Regions from separate parts of the Mus musculus genome. Here regions 1, 2, 4 and 5 are each linked to region 3. The links are chromatin contacts, called in public ChIA-PET, HiChIP or PLAC-seq, Micro-C and promoter capture Hi-C maps. All regions are on one chromosome and are shown on one strand. The core of a region is the stretch at or near the end of the contact, and the rest is flanking DNA. Distances in the headings are between cores, read along the strand shown. Region 1 overlaps Uggt2 (UDP-glucose glycoprotein glucosyltransferase 2). Region 2 has its middle 6.1 kb from the start of Gm41248. Region 3 holds the start of Sox21 (SRY (sex determining region Y)-box 21). Region 4 overlaps Dzip1 (DAZ interacting protein 1). Region 5 holds the start of Cldn10 (claudin 10).

The links. Promoter capture Hi-C pulls out the DNA fragments that hold promoters and counts their contacts. A called contact is a pair of places that touch in the nucleus more often than the background predicts. ChIA-PET counts read pairs in DNA pulled down with a chosen protein or histone mark. HiChIP or PLAC-seq counts read pairs in DNA pulled down with a chosen protein or histone mark.
Region 1: a Micro-C map of embryonic stem cells shows a contact between it and region 3, with 8 times the contacts expected there. The contact joins the enhancer-like site here to the promoter of Sox21 in region 3. A contact is called at or near these places in 1 of 39 promoter capture datasets (stem cell-derived epiblast-like cells), 1 of 484 Hi-C or Micro-C datasets (embryonic stem cells), 1 of 115 datasets of contacts at active chromatin or transcription factors (embryonic stem cells) and 1 of 9 other capture datasets (embryonic stem cells).
Region 2: an H3K4me3 HiChIP or PLAC-seq map of embryonic stem cells shows a contact between it and region 3, with 9 times the contacts expected there. The contact joins the enhancer-like site here to the promoter of Sox21 in region 3. A contact is called at or near these places in 19 of 39 promoter capture datasets (the 3T3-L1 cell line, 3T3-L1-derived adipocytes, the C10 cell line and 11 more), 3 of 15 datasets of contacts at CTCF or cohesin (embryonic stem cells, large pre-B cells and stem cell-derived epiblast-like cells), 4 of 484 Hi-C or Micro-C datasets (the G1E-ER4 cell line, bone marrow-derived macrophages and reprogramming fibroblasts), 15 of 115 datasets of contacts at active chromatin or transcription factors (astrocytes, embryonic forebrain, embryonic midbrain and 6 more) and 3 of 9 other capture datasets (adipose tissue, embryonic stem cells and embryonic tail).
Region 4: an RNA polymerase II ChIA-PET map of memory CD8 T cells shows a contact between it and region 3, with 12 read pairs. The contact joins the enhancer-like site here to the promoter of Sox21 in region 3. A contact is called at or near these places in 4 of 39 promoter capture datasets (cranial neural crest, embryonic stem cells, hematopoietic stem and progenitor cells and 1 more), 3 of 115 datasets of contacts at active chromatin or transcription factors (differentiating embryonic stem cells, memory CD8 T cells and stem cell-derived neural progenitor cells) and 2 of 9 other capture datasets (adipose tissue and embryonic stem cells).
Region 5: a promoter capture Hi-C map of embryonic stem cells shows a contact between it and region 3, with 7 times the contacts expected there. The contact joins the promoter of Cldn10 here to the promoter of Sox21 in region 3. A contact is called at or near these places in 4 of 39 promoter capture datasets (cranial neural crest, embryonic stem cells, hippocampal neurons and 1 more), 1 of 484 Hi-C or Micro-C datasets (embryonic stem cells), 10 of 115 datasets of contacts at active chromatin or transcription factors (astrocytes, embryonic forebrain, embryonic hindbrain and 3 more) and 1 of 9 other capture datasets (embryonic stem cells).

What each region holds. Positions count from the first base shown.
Region 1 is chr14:119,005,860-119,008,559 of GRCm38.p6, forward strand. It overlaps Uggt2 (UDP-glucose glycoprotein glucosyltransferase 2), which reads right to left. Exons shown (of 39, transcript NM_001081252.2): 33 at 2,204-2,288; 34 at 1,286-1,468. Among named protein-coding and RNA genes, the nearest start is that of Dnajc3, 69 kb to the left of the region's middle. Within about 2 kb of position 1,377, at least 375 of the 459 cell types and tissues checked have an H3K27ac peak or open chromatin away from gene starts, as enhancers often do. A contact at or near this core is called in embryonic stem cells and stem cell-derived epiblast-like cells, where this site is marked.
Region 2 is chr14:118,802,914-118,805,622 of GRCm38.p6, forward strand. It overlaps a transcript of Cldn10 not described here. Among named protein-coding and RNA genes, the nearest start is that of Gm41248, 6.1 kb to the right of the region's middle. Within about 2 kb of position 1,303, at least 11 of the 459 cell types and tissues checked have an H3K27ac peak or open chromatin away from gene starts, as enhancers often do. A contact at or near this core is called in embryonic stem cells, where this site is marked.
Region 3 is chr14:118,235,665-118,238,437 of GRCm38.p6, forward strand. Sox21 (SRY (sex determining region Y)-box 21) reads right to left here and starts at 1,366. Exons shown (of 1, transcript NM_177753.3): 1 at 1-1,366. Gm4675 (predicted gene 4675) reads left to right here and starts at 568. Exons shown (of 3, transcript NR_131969.1): 1 at 568-1,280.
Region 4 is chr14:118,891,936-118,894,640 of GRCm38.p6, forward strand. All of the region lies in intron 13 of Dzip1 (DAZ interacting protein 1), which reads right to left. Among named protein-coding and RNA genes, the nearest start is that of Dzip1, 32 kb to the right of the region's middle. Within about 2 kb of position 1,251, at least 20 of the 459 cell types and tissues checked have an H3K27ac peak or open chromatin away from gene starts, as enhancers often do. A contact at or near this core is called in memory CD8 T cells, where this site is marked.
Region 5 is chr14:118,853,562-118,856,261 of GRCm38.p6, forward strand. It overlaps Cldn10 (claudin 10), which reads left to right and starts at 1,389. Exons shown (of 5, transcript NM_021386.4): 1 at 1,389-1,648. The coding sequence starts at 1,429.

The sequences.
Region 1 (2,700 bases), core at 127-2,626, 770 kb after region 3:
AGCCATCTCACCAGCCCCAGCATCTTAATTCTTTTCCTTTCCTTCCTCTGTGGTTCACAAAGAGTTAACCAGCTTAGCCAGAGAGGCTTCTGGCTGCTGACTCACCAGAGTAAGGAGCCCAGCAATAAATTTTTGCATTTAGTCCCCTGCTGTTCTACAATGAGGTGATAAATAGTCTCTGGCCTCAGAGCTCAGACGGCAGTGGCTTAGACTTCACCCAGGCAAGGGCCCTGCTCTCTTCTCTGCCGTCTTTTCCTCCCGGTTGGCTTTTGTTTCCAGGTGGCCTCATTCGTGCTTCTGCACTGAGCTCCTCATCCTCCTGCCTCACTCTCTGCAGTGCTGGACTTAGAAAAAAAGCTGCCCCCATCTCCACTCCATGCTTATCAGCAAATTCTAATATAAAACCTGAAAATACACCTTTGTCCTTGATATGTCGTTTATATCCTGTGAATTCACTTTATATACACGAACACTTAAGTATTCCTGCATTAGAAATTCTGTACACTTGTCAAATATTTTCATGATTACTGATGACAAATATCCTGAAATGAGCTAATAATTCTATACATACAGATTTGGAAATGAAGGTGGCTTTTCATTATCTCCAGCTAAATTTAGAGCCTTTCCTAAGTAAGTCATGGACAGATGGAAACTTGATGGTTTCACTGTTGATGGTGGACGCAGGAGAGAAGGGCCACACTCACCACTCACCGCTAACCTTCCCAGCAAGTCAGCAGCTAGAGGAAAACCCGTGCATACCCGCGCAGGTGCGCGGAACCCGTGCATACCCACGCAGGTGCATGGAACCTGTGCATACCCGCGCAGGTGCGCGGAACCCGTGCGTGCCCGCGCAGGTGCGCGGAACCCGTGCGTGCCCGCGCAGGTGCGCGGAACCCGTGCGTGCCCGCGCAGGTGCGCGGAACCCGTGCGTGCCCGCGCAGGTGCGCGGAACCCGTGCGTACCCGCGCAGGTGCATGGAACTGTTTTTATAACGAATAATGTACACATGTCTTAGTTTTACTTGCCAAATTATACAATAATAATAATGGCTGTTTCAGATAGGAACTGCCATGTTGTACGCAGACGGTACTTCTTGTCACACTTTCCCGTCTGCGCACGCTCTGCTAGTGTGTTTTTAAACTCCAGGTTCTTAGTGGATATAAAAAATGTCGTGTCGTGTATGTCTAAAAACTAACAGTGACAATCAATGAGCAATGCAAATCCTCATGTTCATGTTCAGTTAGATGCAAAGCAAGCTTTAGTAAAAAGTAATCGCTCTTGTTACCTGGTCAGCATCAACAAATATGACTTTGTCCACAGCCAGTGGGAAAAGGACATCAAGGAAAAGGATTTTGTAACCCCAAATGATTCGCTGCTTGTCAGTCTGTTGATGAAGCCAGTGGGGCCACTTATACTGCACAAGCTCATACTGGAATCCATATTCCTTAGCCATGTGAGGAATTACCTCCTAGACACATATAACAAATCAAACAATACATTTTAGAAGAAGCTTACTATAAATCATTATAAAGAAACTGAAAACTGCTTAAATACTATTCTAATAAACTTGTTCCCAAGCTGAAAGGGAGTGTGTGAAGGAGGAAGGGGAGGGAGCGGCAGCAGACGTGTCTGTTGGAGGAAGTACGTCACTGGAGGCGGGCTTTGAGAGTGTTGAAAGACTGCTTCAAGCTTGTGGCTCAGCCTCCTGCTCCAGCTCACGCCCACTGCTTGCTGCCTTGCTTCCCCAAACAGACTCCTCAGGAACTGAGACAGACAGGTAGTTAGGCCAATGACCTTCTGGCTGGAGGGAGGGCCTGGCTACTGTGAACAGAGCAAAGCTACAGGCTTACACCTGCGCACTCACCAGTGTTTATGTTATGCACGAAAGCACCGTACGAAGAAGAAACAGAGAGAAAAAGCAAACCAGAAAGGAAAACCCCGTTTTGAAGAGGCATTACTTTTGCCATGAAGTGCTGCAAGGTTTTTATCCAGAGAATGGTTTTTCTAATTAGTGATAGCATCTGCTAGGACGGATCCTGTATTGTGTCATCTCAGTCCATGTGTTTTCCACTCCCATGCCCTATTTGGCAAATACACATTTAAAAACCTCACATTGAAAAGGGAAATGTTTTCAGAGATTACAATGGTAACAAAGAAATTAGTATCAAGCTTTAGCCACATTGTAAAATAGCCATGTGCTTACTTTAAATGTTGGCGAGAGGTAATTCTTCAGAAACCAGAACTTCACGGGAGTTTCGGTGTTCCGCAGAACAGAAAGCATCATAATCCTAAGTCAAAGGACATGGAGACAAATACAGGGTAACTTATATTCAGAGGCCTTTAAATGATGACTTATGAATACACATTGTGAAATATGTAGAGGTAAACTAAAACACCTTCAGACATTATGGCTGTGACAATAGGCAGTGCATAAGGATGTAAGGGTGCAAATATCACAGAGCCACTGTGTGATCAATACAAGGCTTTCAGAAGAGAAGGGACTGGTGCATTCTGGGACTCTGCCATGTGGTTGCTTTACCCAGGCCTTTCAGTGAAGGAGAGAGGCGCGCCCCTGAAAGTGCTCTCTAAAGCACCAGGATCAGAACTGAAATATCTCTGAGGCATTCTTTGTGGTCCTTTATATAAACTCTTAAAAATATTCTTTAAATTCTGAATACCATCTTCTTCTTCTCCACTGAC
Region 2 (2,709 bases), core at 53-2,552, 570 kb after region 3:
CATACTAAATACACACCTAACATACTGCATGGGATGTTTCCCATAGCCCCTAACAGAAAATTTAATTAAAATATTATTTTTCTGCAGCCTAATGGTCGTGACCACAGGACTCTGTCTGACCACATGTTCAAGTGTGTTCATCACTGCAGCATGATTTTGTTAGCATTTCCCAAAGAAGATAATTCATATCTTCTCTCTAAAAATGCTTTAGCTGGGCATGGTGGTGCATGCTTTTAATCCTGCCACTTGGGAGGCAGAGGCAGGCAGATATCTGTAGCTTCAAGGCCAGTTTGCTCTACATAGCAAGTTCTAGGACAGTCAGGGCCAGAGAGAGAGAGAGAGACAGAGAGAGAGAGAGAGAGAGAGAGAGAGAGAGAGAGAGAGAGAGAGAGAGAGAGAGAGAGAGATCCTGCCCCAAGAAAACAAACAAACAGATAAATTGTGTGTGTGTTCTCCAATGCACATGCTGTACACAGCTCATGTGTGTCCAGTGTACATGCTTGTACACAGTTCATGTGTGTGGAGATCAGAAAACCATCTCGAAGGATCAATCTTAGGTCACCATGCATGGTGCAAATATGTTTACCCGCTGCACCACCTCACCAGCTCCATTCTATATCTTCTTGAGGTGCAAAGAGATTGTTCTTGGCTTCTTTCTTTTAGAAGTGTTTGATGATGTAAATTGGATTCATAGAGTTTAATTGGTATTTTATATAAAAATAAATTAAATTCAAAATCCCCCCAAAAAACAGAAATGCTGATCTGTGTTCCTCTCTATATTGCATAATAACCCAGTGTCTAGTAAAAATAAGGGCTCTGTGGGTTCATTTGTTGGATGGGTGGATTTATTTATTCATGAATAAATTTTTATTCATGAGTGAACATATTTATTCACTCATTACACCTCGTCTTCCTCTTGAATTTTATCTGCCATTTTCTTTATTCTTTGGACTTAGTAACACTTCTTGTATCGTTTTTTCAATAAAGGAGTTGAATAAATGCATATTGGCCCGAATTGAAAAGAGAAATAGAAGCAGACAGAAAATCTCTAGCAGATTGAACCGAAAAAAATCTCCCAGTGAGTTGCAAATTAATCCAGGCAATGCTCCGGATGTTTTGGATGAGGGAATTGTCCCAGACAGGTCACAGCGTCTTACTAACCTGGATTTGCTTAAAGGACGATTCCTCTAATCCAAAGCTTCCTGGGATTTTAATTAAATTACTAAACAACATGCAGAGCAAGCAAAGTTTGGTTTCAAGATGACTTAGCAGGACGCCTCTGGTTTGACCCTAAAAACAAAGACTGCCCAGCCCAGTGAAAAGATTGCATCGGGCCAAATGGGGATGAGTGCAAACAAGCTGACAGAGGTTTCTATTTACTGTGATAACCGAAGCAATAAAAGTGTGTACTGAGGGCTACTCTTTTTATTTGGGGGTGAGGGTGGGAGGGGGAGATGGCTCAGTACGCCAGCTTCTTCTGCAGGGGACCCAGGTTCCATTCCCAACAACACATGGTGGCTCGCTACTGTCTGTTAACTCCAGTTCCGGGGGGATTCTCACGCCCTCTTCTGGCCTCCGTGGGTACTGCACTCATGTGACACTACATAAAACTAAACAAATCCTTAAAATTTGAAAGCTATTATTCTGTTGTGCAGGTGATGTCTGTATGGGTGTGTATGCCAGGGCACATGTATGGAAGTCAGAGGGCAGGTTTGTGGAGTGGGCACTCTCCCATCCTGGGCTCAAGGGATCAGACTCACGTGACCCAGCTTGTGTGGTAAGCACCTTTACCCACTGAGCCATCTCACCTGCCTTGAGGGTTAAAGTTTAATTCTGCTCCCTTTAAATATAAACTACACTGCCATTGCCACTCCAGGCAGACTAACTTGCTGTCTTGTCTCCTCTCCTTTCTTTCTTTTCTTACTCCACTGTGAGGCTCTCTCCTGCCTTGGGTACCTGTCCGTCACTCCTACAGAGCCCCTAACTCTTCTGTTCCTGCTCTTTTCTGTCCTGCTGCACTTTAACAAGCCTCATGATGTCATGCACATGAGCAGCCGAACAGCCCTTCCAGCCATTCCTACGACAAATGCCTACTAGGCATCTTCTATATGCATTAAATCTTCTTGTTTGGGGTGTAGATCACTGAAGAGAGAGTCGTTGTTTCTGGGCTGCTGCTGCTGCTGTTGTTATTGTTGTTGTTTTGGAAGATTCCAATTTGGAATCAGGATAGAAGCATAGAAGTCAGAAGAATAGATTATGCTCGTATATGCACATTTATACACACTGTATATGCCTGCTATGTATGTATGTGTAGTTTAGGTGCATTCGTATCCTTCAGCAAAGGTGATTAGGAGCCTTTCAAAGGAAGGCAGCATACAGTCAATGAATCTATAATTTTCTTTTTCTGCAATGTCTGTCTGGTTATCATCTCAGGGCAATATTGGTGTGGTAATTTGAATTGTGTATGGGTGGTATCTACACCTCAGAAGAAGGTTTATGAAGTTGGTTTGTTTTTTTGTTTTTTTTTTTCATTAAAAGTCATTGGTTTGTTGACTGTGGATCCCATTCCTTTAATAGAGCTGCCTTGTCTGGCCTCAGTGGGAGAGGACACACCTAGTTCTGCAGTGACTTGATGTGCTGGGTGGGGGGAACTCAGATGAGAAGGGGACGGGAATAGGGAGAGGGGCCCTCTGAGGGGAGGGGCCAGGA
Region 3 (2,773 bases), core at 116-2,615:
CGCCGCCGCCACCGGGGCCCTCGGCCTCCGCCCGGAGGAAATCAATGTTGGCTGCCAGAGGGAACCGGCTCAGCGGGCGGCCGTGCGTCCCCGCGTCGTTCCCGCGCGGGAAGAGAGGACCAGACGACCAGCCCTGGGTCGGGGCGCTGCGTCCCGGACCGCTTTGGTCTGTCTGGTCGAGCTCTAAGAAAAAATCCTCTCCGGGACCCTGAAACTTCTCCTCGGTGTCCCCACTCCGCGGTGTCACTCTGCCCTCTGCTTTTTTGTCCTCTGTCCCGTTGCTTTGGCTCGCCAACTCCCTGCAGGTGGCCGCTGCCTGGTTCTGCTCTCCCCTCTCCTCTGTCTTCAGCGCCTTAAAAGCCAAGCAGCCCCGAAAGTTGAGCGGCGGAGGATCCACCAAGTTGAGCCGAGAAGCCCGCCGCCGCGTGCTGCCAAGTGCCAAAGGGGGCTCTCGGCGGCTGGAGTGTTTGGGTTCTCCCCGGTGACTTTCTCATTTGACAGAAGCAGATGGGAGTGGGGGAGGGGTGGCCGCGAAGAGGAAGAGGAGGGGTAGGGTCGGGGCGCGCAGAGCAGGGCGGCGGACAGAAACACAAACACTGCAGCGGCCCGTCTTCTGTGTCGGGGTCAGGGCGCGCTGATGGAACCCCCAATCCTGTAGTTCTGCTGAGGGCTGACGCTGTCCCCGGGCACCTGCCTGGAGAATCTTGCTGCCGGGCTTTGGCACAGGAGAGGAGAGGAAGGAGGCGGGCTGAGGTTTTGAGTTAGCCTGAGTCGCCGGGCCTCAGTGGAGACTGTCCGGGTTCTCCGACTCGCTGCTGCAGGCTGTCCCCGGGGCCATGCTTGCTCCGCTGGCTCCCAGCTTCCCCGGGCGCACTGAAGGTCTCGGGCTCCCGGAGCACTCCAGAAGCGGAGGGCTGCTCGGTGCGGCGCGGCCGGCCAGGCCCGGGCGCCTTCTCCCAGCTCCGGTCGCAGCAGCCAGACACTTGCAACTAACTTCTCCCAAGTTTCCGGCCCGGGCTCAGCCGCGCCCCTCTCGGTGAGCGCGCCTCCGAGCGTGCGCCCGCGTGGGTGCCGCGCCCGCGAGCCCCTGGGTCCCGGCTACTCCGGGCGCCGCAGGCTGGAAGGATGCAGGGATCCAGGTCCTGGAGGAGGACGGGGATTAAAGAAAACGTGCTATATCACCTCAGATCGCAGGTCTGCTCTGGGGCTGCTCCTGCTTTCCCAGCTCCGGGCCCAGGCTTTCGCTCCGCCGCTTCCGAGGCGACTGCAGCCCGGCTCAGGTGAGTGTCGCCACCTGCGAGTGTTGGCGCCGGCAGCGGGCGCTGGGTGTGCATGTCCAGCCGCGGCCGTGTGTGAGTGTGTGTGTATATCCTGGGAGTGCGGAGGAGGAGCCGGGGAGTCCAGGAGGGAGGAGGGACCAGCGGAGCCTCCTCCCGTCCCCCCTCCCAACACTCCTCCTCCTACTCTTTTTTCACTTTGAGTGCAGGTTTAGGCGAGTGGAGTGTCCGCCGCGCGCCGCGGAGTCTGCGCACTGTTTGGAGCTTGGTGTCGCCGGCGGCTCCCCTGTTCTGCCCAGCGCTGCTGGTGCTCTGCTGGCTGCTCTTCCGGGAGGATGAAAGCGGTACACCAGAGGAAAAGAGCTTCAGAAACTGGCGAGGAAGAGGGTTGAGCCTGGGGGTGGGAGTGGGGGAAGAGTCTTTGAAAGTGTTTGAGACTGTTCCGAATGGCAAGAAAGTACTCATTTTCCTTGGAGGGCCAGGTGTGACTCGCAACAGACGCCTCCGGCAGTTTCTTGCCTCATGGTTGCACTCAGAGGTAGTGGAGTGGAAAGTAGCCCAGGATGGACAGAACATTTTTGGCAAGCCTTTGGAAAAGGAATGAGCCTAGGTTGAGCCCGCATCCCCTTCTGAATACACAGCTTTTTTAAACAGTTGTCTTCTGTCTTGTTTTGCCTTCTTTTAATTCTGGTCGTCAGAGCTATCTCTGTGTTGTTTCTTTAACGTTTGCAGTCTCTCAACGATAGGGCAAAGCTGCTTCAAATCAAAAGCATAAATCATTTCTCTAAATAAAAATTTTAAAAATGTTCTACTCTGACAGTTTTTATGCTGTTGAGCCAGTTTTCTTGCTTGGTAGTTAGAGCTATTATAATTGACGCTATACACAATCAAAAATCAAATAGCACCCCCGAATATTCCTGGGGAACCCCCCTCCTCAGGGACTTTGTGTTTCAGGCAGATTACTTGTCTTCCTTTGGCTGTTTGCAAGTAACACATTCGTATACACGGTTAGCTTTTTTTAAAATGTCTTTTTGCAATTTATGTCCAGTTTGTACACACACGGGACCTTTGAACCATTGATTTGTAATCAGGGCATTAACATGAATTGGTTTGCACTCCTATTTATTTAAGAATTGGGCTTGTTTTGTTGCTCATTTAAATTGAAGAAGGCGATGGCTTTTGAAATGTTTGTTGTGATAACAGACATGCCAGTCAGCAGTGGCATGTTAAGTGGGTTTCTGTTTTCCTTAGCTGTCATGTTTGTAAATGCTTATTTTGTATTGTTTTTGCTCTCCTGTTGCTAAAACAATTGAACTGATTCCTCTAGAATCATAATTCTTTACCTCACTTTTGTAGACACTGTCATTCAGACTCTGGGTGGTGCGATGCTAAGACTCTGGCAAGTGTAATTACATAGACTAGGATATTAAATACACTGTTTCATGATGATAAACTACAAAATTACTGTCTCTGAGCTTTCAACCTACCAACTTGCA
Region 4 (2,705 bases), core at 1-2,500, 660 kb after region 3:
CCCCGATATATTTTGCCTAAATAGCAAAGATCTATTGGGAAATACTAAGGCAATAACTTCTGATTTTATTATTTTAGTTTATTTATTTATTTATTTATTTTTAAAGATAGGGTCTTATATAGCTGAGGCTGGCCTTGAACTCTCTTTATAGTGAGCAGTGACCTTTAACCTTGATCCTGCTTCCACCTCCTACACGGTTGGGTTGTGAGCATGGTCCACCATGCCTGGCTGAGGCGGCAACAACTGGCCACTTTTTCAGGAACTCTCCGATTTCTAGGTATTCTCTATTAACTTCAATTATTTTTAAATTACATATTTCGAGGACTCAAGCCTCTCATGCCTTAATCTCTCGCTGACACATGAGATACAACTTAAAAAGTTCTTTCCCATGAGCCATCTGTTTAAAATACAACAGCAGAGATAAAGCCAAGTAGAAGCCAGACCGTCCGTCCAAGAGGGACGGATTAGAACTTCATAGCACACACCTATGCCTGGCCACCTGCTGGAACTCTTAACTTTTGGCTAGGAGAAGCTGGCAAAGATGAAAAGAGCGAGTAAAACTCGAGTGTGAAGCAAGAGCGGGTAAGCAGTCACACGGAGACACAATCTTACAGATATCCAAGGCCCCAAACTCCAGCTCTGTCTTAGAGAGCCCCCAGGGCGAGGCTACAGGCTGGAGATGAGCCTGGCCTTACAGTAGGGTGAAGTGGAGAGAGCTATCCCATCTCACCCAGGACATGAGTTGGAGACTGGGAAATACGATGCCCGGTTGACTTTTACCAGGGACATGACTTTTATCCATCTGCACAAGGAAATCTGCCAGGAGCTCTATCAAACCAAGCCCCATCCTGGGAAGGGATGAAAGACACATGGGGAAGGTGCTGGGGCAGGGGCCGTGGCGGCATTCGGGATTGAGGCACCGGCAACAGGCAACCATCAAGCTGGCTTACAGGATACACAGCTCACCCACCTGCAGCTCAGAGACCACAGAGCACTTTTCCTCCTGACACTCTTTCACCCGCCTCCCCCCCGTCACCCTAAGCAGTCAAAGAATCTCTAACTATGCTGTATATAAGTGCCAGGCCATCCACCAGGCCATCCACGCTCGAGGTCACACTCCTGTCCCTCACTGTGGGAAGGTTTTCGATCCAAGTCTGACTGGAAAATAAAAGGCTCGCATGCACGATTGCAGGGGCCTCCACAGTTCTTGAGCTCTCACGGGTTTCGTGCAGAGCTGGGGCATAACACCTTCCTACCACAGGAAGCAATAAAAGCTGAGAGTCCCTCTCAGACAAGACAAGCTACAAAGAAGCCTCTGAGACCAGACCAGAGACCATCAGAGCTTTCCAGAAGTCTAGAACAGTCATTTGGAAAAAACTCTAATGTGATGAGTTCCCTGCAGGCCGTGGAGTGTGCTCCAGGTTCCAGGCATTAGCGAGCTGTCGCGCATGCTCCCATGCACCCATGTCCCTCGGTGGAGCTGTTGCCTGAATCATTTCTGCTTCTGTAAGTAGCCAGCTCTTAGGGAAGAACTGTTAGGTCCACAGTTACCAATAGCCCAAGCTGCTCTTTCCAGCCTTGATTCTTTGGACATACTCTGTCCAAGCCACTGTCTCCATAATCCAGCTCTCCAATCCTTCATGCCCAGCATGATCAAGGACATCCAAAGGCTACGCATGTCCACAGAAACACCTCGACAAGTGGAGTCTTGTGCTTAGTCCTCCTTGAATAATCAGAACCAACATCTCCCTCAAGTCTCTTCTGTGTGCTCTGTGCTCAGCTAAGTGATTAGCTGTGCCACTACTATAGTCAGTGTTTGCCTGCTACATATTCTGCCCATTGTCTGCCCTACCTAGAATGCCATTCCAACACATTCATTTTTGCCTCCATGACTCAAATTGCCAGAGACTGACAACCCATATCACCATAGTCTATCTGTTCCCTTGTAATAACACAATGGCAACTATTTGGTTATTTTGTAGACTGCAAATTCCTTAAGGACAGACTTTGTTTCCATTTATTCCTGAGGCTGCTGCACCTGGCCTTGGCCTTGCACATGCAGGTTATGTTAGCATTCTGTCTAAACTCCACCCCATAGTTACCAGGCAACAACCATGTAGGCCTGACCCACTATAAAAGTGGCTGCTTGCCCTCTCCTCCCTCTCTTACTCTTTCTTCCCCCTTGCCCTCTTGGGCTCTTCCCTTCCCCTCTCTCTCCACGTGTTCATGACCATGGCTGGCCTCTACTTATCTACTCTCTCCCTCTCTCTGCCTTTCTCTGCTTCTACTACCCTCTTAACTCTTAAATATCGATTAATTAGCACTTTAGTTCCTGCATGGTTCTGTGTGCATAGGTGTATAAGTGTGTGTGTGTGTGCATGTGTGTGTTCATATGTTCTGTGTATGTACATCTGTGCATATGTCTATGTATGCTGTGTGTGTATGTGCACGGGTATTCATATGTGTGTACAATGTGTGTATGTGTGCGCATATGTTCATGTGTGCTATATGTGTATGTGTGTGCATGCGTGTGTGATGTGTGTGTTTGTATGTATATACATGTATGTGTATGCATGTATGTATTGCATGAATGTGTGCATGTATGTGTGTGCATGTGTGTGTTCTGTATGTGTACATTGTGTGCATATGCTCATGTGTGCTGTGTGTGTATGTGCATGGGTGTTCATGTGTGCATGTGTAAGTTT
Region 5 (2,700 bases), core at 139-2,638, 620 kb after region 3:
GTTTGCTAGAATGGTGAGCTCCTAGTTTGGTGATGGATCCTGTCTCAGAAAATAGGGTGAACAGCCCTAAAGGTTGATATTTAATGTCTAACTCTGACCTGCACACACACACACACACACACACACACACACACACACTCACACACACTCGCACAGCACACACACATATTCTCACACATGCATGCATACAGATACGCACACAAGCCGCACCCACACGCCCACACACTCTCACCTACTGTGTGCATACACTCACACACATGCACAAACACTATGCACACACTCATAATTCTCTCTCTCACTCACACAAGCAAGATAAAAACAAAAGTCGAGAAGGGCTGGGGAGATACACAATCAGTAAAGCTTGAGTTTGGATCCCCAGCCCCTCTGTAAAAGGCCAGACCCGCGGTGGGTGTACAGCTGGGGAGGGAGGCAAAGAAAGGGAATCCCTGAGACTCGCGGCACGGGCCTAGGCCAATCTGAAAGACAAGTCGCAGTGAGAAGGACCACTAAACAAAGTAGATGGCACCAGGGGCTGCTCTCTGGTCTCCACACTCACAGACACACACACGCACACGCACACACAACTGAGCAAAGATTCATAGACATCTCTCTCTTGCTTCAGAACCCTCCCAGACCAGACTCCCCAAACTGAAAGTGTGTTGCTCTGGGGGGAAAACGAGTCAAATGACAGCCCCATATCTAGTGCATTAATTAGCCAAGACCCTCACGGGGCTCTCTGGAACTTGAGCTGGGCTCATCGGCTACCTCCCAATTAAGTCTGAGCTTCCTGATTAATACTTTCCACATGCCACTAGGCCGAAGAGAACTGAATTTTAAGGGGAAGGCCAGTTTCAGTCCCAGTATGCCCCTCTTCACAAGCCAAACAGGGTCACGCAAACAAGCGTTGCTCACTGGCCTTTTGCATTCAGCAAAGCGAGGCTGCGTTACCATACCGTTTCTTTTCAGGGCACACCAAAGTTGTTTCTGTTCTGCTTTTGCAAGGCACCCAGTGAGTCAAGCTATTTGCCGCGGGTAGGGCTGAGTCGGGGTGGCTCGGTGGGAGGCGCAGCAGGCTATCCACATCTGGTTGTCCCTGGACAGCACCAATAAAAGAGCCGGTTTCCGCGGCTCCTCTGTGAGAGATTTGGGAACCTCGGGCCCGGGGGGAGAGGGGAGAGCGCTGGTCTGAGGGCTTTGCGATTGCAGACGACGGGCCAGCTGCTGGGGGCGGGGGACCCAGGAGGTACCCCAAGACCTCCCCGCGCGCTCTGGGTGCCCTGACAGTACTGTGAGTGCGGGTCCGCCAGTGCCCTCAAGTGCCCAGTGGGCGGGACGGAGGCGGTGACCGGGGGCGGAGCCTCGGGGCTGGGCGCGTGGGGGTCGCGGCAGCGGGATCGGGAACCAGCGAGAGCGCCGCTGCAGCCCAGCATGGCTAGCACGGCCTTGGAAATCGTCGCCTTCGTAGTCTCCATCTCGGGCTGGGTGCTAGTGTCTTCCACACTGCCCACCGACTACTGGAAGGTCTCCACCATCGATGGCACTGTCATCACCACAGCCACTTATTTTGCCAACCTGTGGAAGATCTGCGTTACCGATTCCACCGGTGTCGCCAACTGCAAGGAGTTCCCCTCCATGCTGGCGTTGGATGGTCTGCATCTCTTTGGGACCCCATCCCCATCCCTGCTCCTTGCTGGCTTTCCAAGCGGGCGCGTCCTCTTATGGACCGGCCGTGGGATTCCCGGGTGGGGGAGGCTGGGTCTTATACTCTGCCCCGGGAGGGTCTGCGATGCCCGCTGTCTACGGATGGGTGTCCGGTGGGGCGTCTTCTGAGCCTGGGAACCCCTGGTGGTGACGAGTAGGATCAATTCAGGTAGTTGTGGCGCACAAGGCTGGTCCCGCGTCTGTCTGGGACTGAGTGTAGGGCAGCAGAGGCTGGCCACCCCACGACCAAAATCTGATTCTCATTAAAATGACACCACTGAGATCCATGAATGCTCGCCTTGATATCGCTTTAGCGGGTTCATTGAGTCTTTGAAAAGCCAGGCACGGAGGAGAGGCAAAAGAACCATATTGAAGTTTGTTGCTGTTTTCCTTTAAAATCCCTCCTACAAACTTGAGGGCTTGAGCTTCATTCTTTTTCTCAGTTTCAAGAAAATCAGTAGCCCTTGCTCATACGGGGGGTGGGGGTGAAGTGGCTCAGAGGGCAGGGGACGTTGGACAGCAGAGATCAACAGGATGAGTGACCACTCTTCCAGGCTTTGTGCAAGCATTCTGGGTCTTCTTCGCTTGGTATATGAATATATATATATATATATATATATATATATATATATATATATATATAAATTGGAGATAGATATTAACATAGGAAGATGTTATATTTATAATTTATATAATTTATATATTTATATATTTTATATTATATTTATATTTATATATATTTTATATTATATGTATATATATATTGGAGATATATATATATATATACATATATTGGAGATAGATATTACCATAGGAAACTGACCGTTTAGTTTCCAGGGTATAGTCAATACAGTATAATGCTCGTTCATGTTCTAGGCTCTTCCAGGGTTTTGCAAATGACTAAATGGATTCTGGCAGAAACTTAAGAAGAGCAGCTTGCTCCACTTCTAGATGTGAGGCGTTTTCCTTTTCTTTATTATTCCTCTTGCCATTTTTATT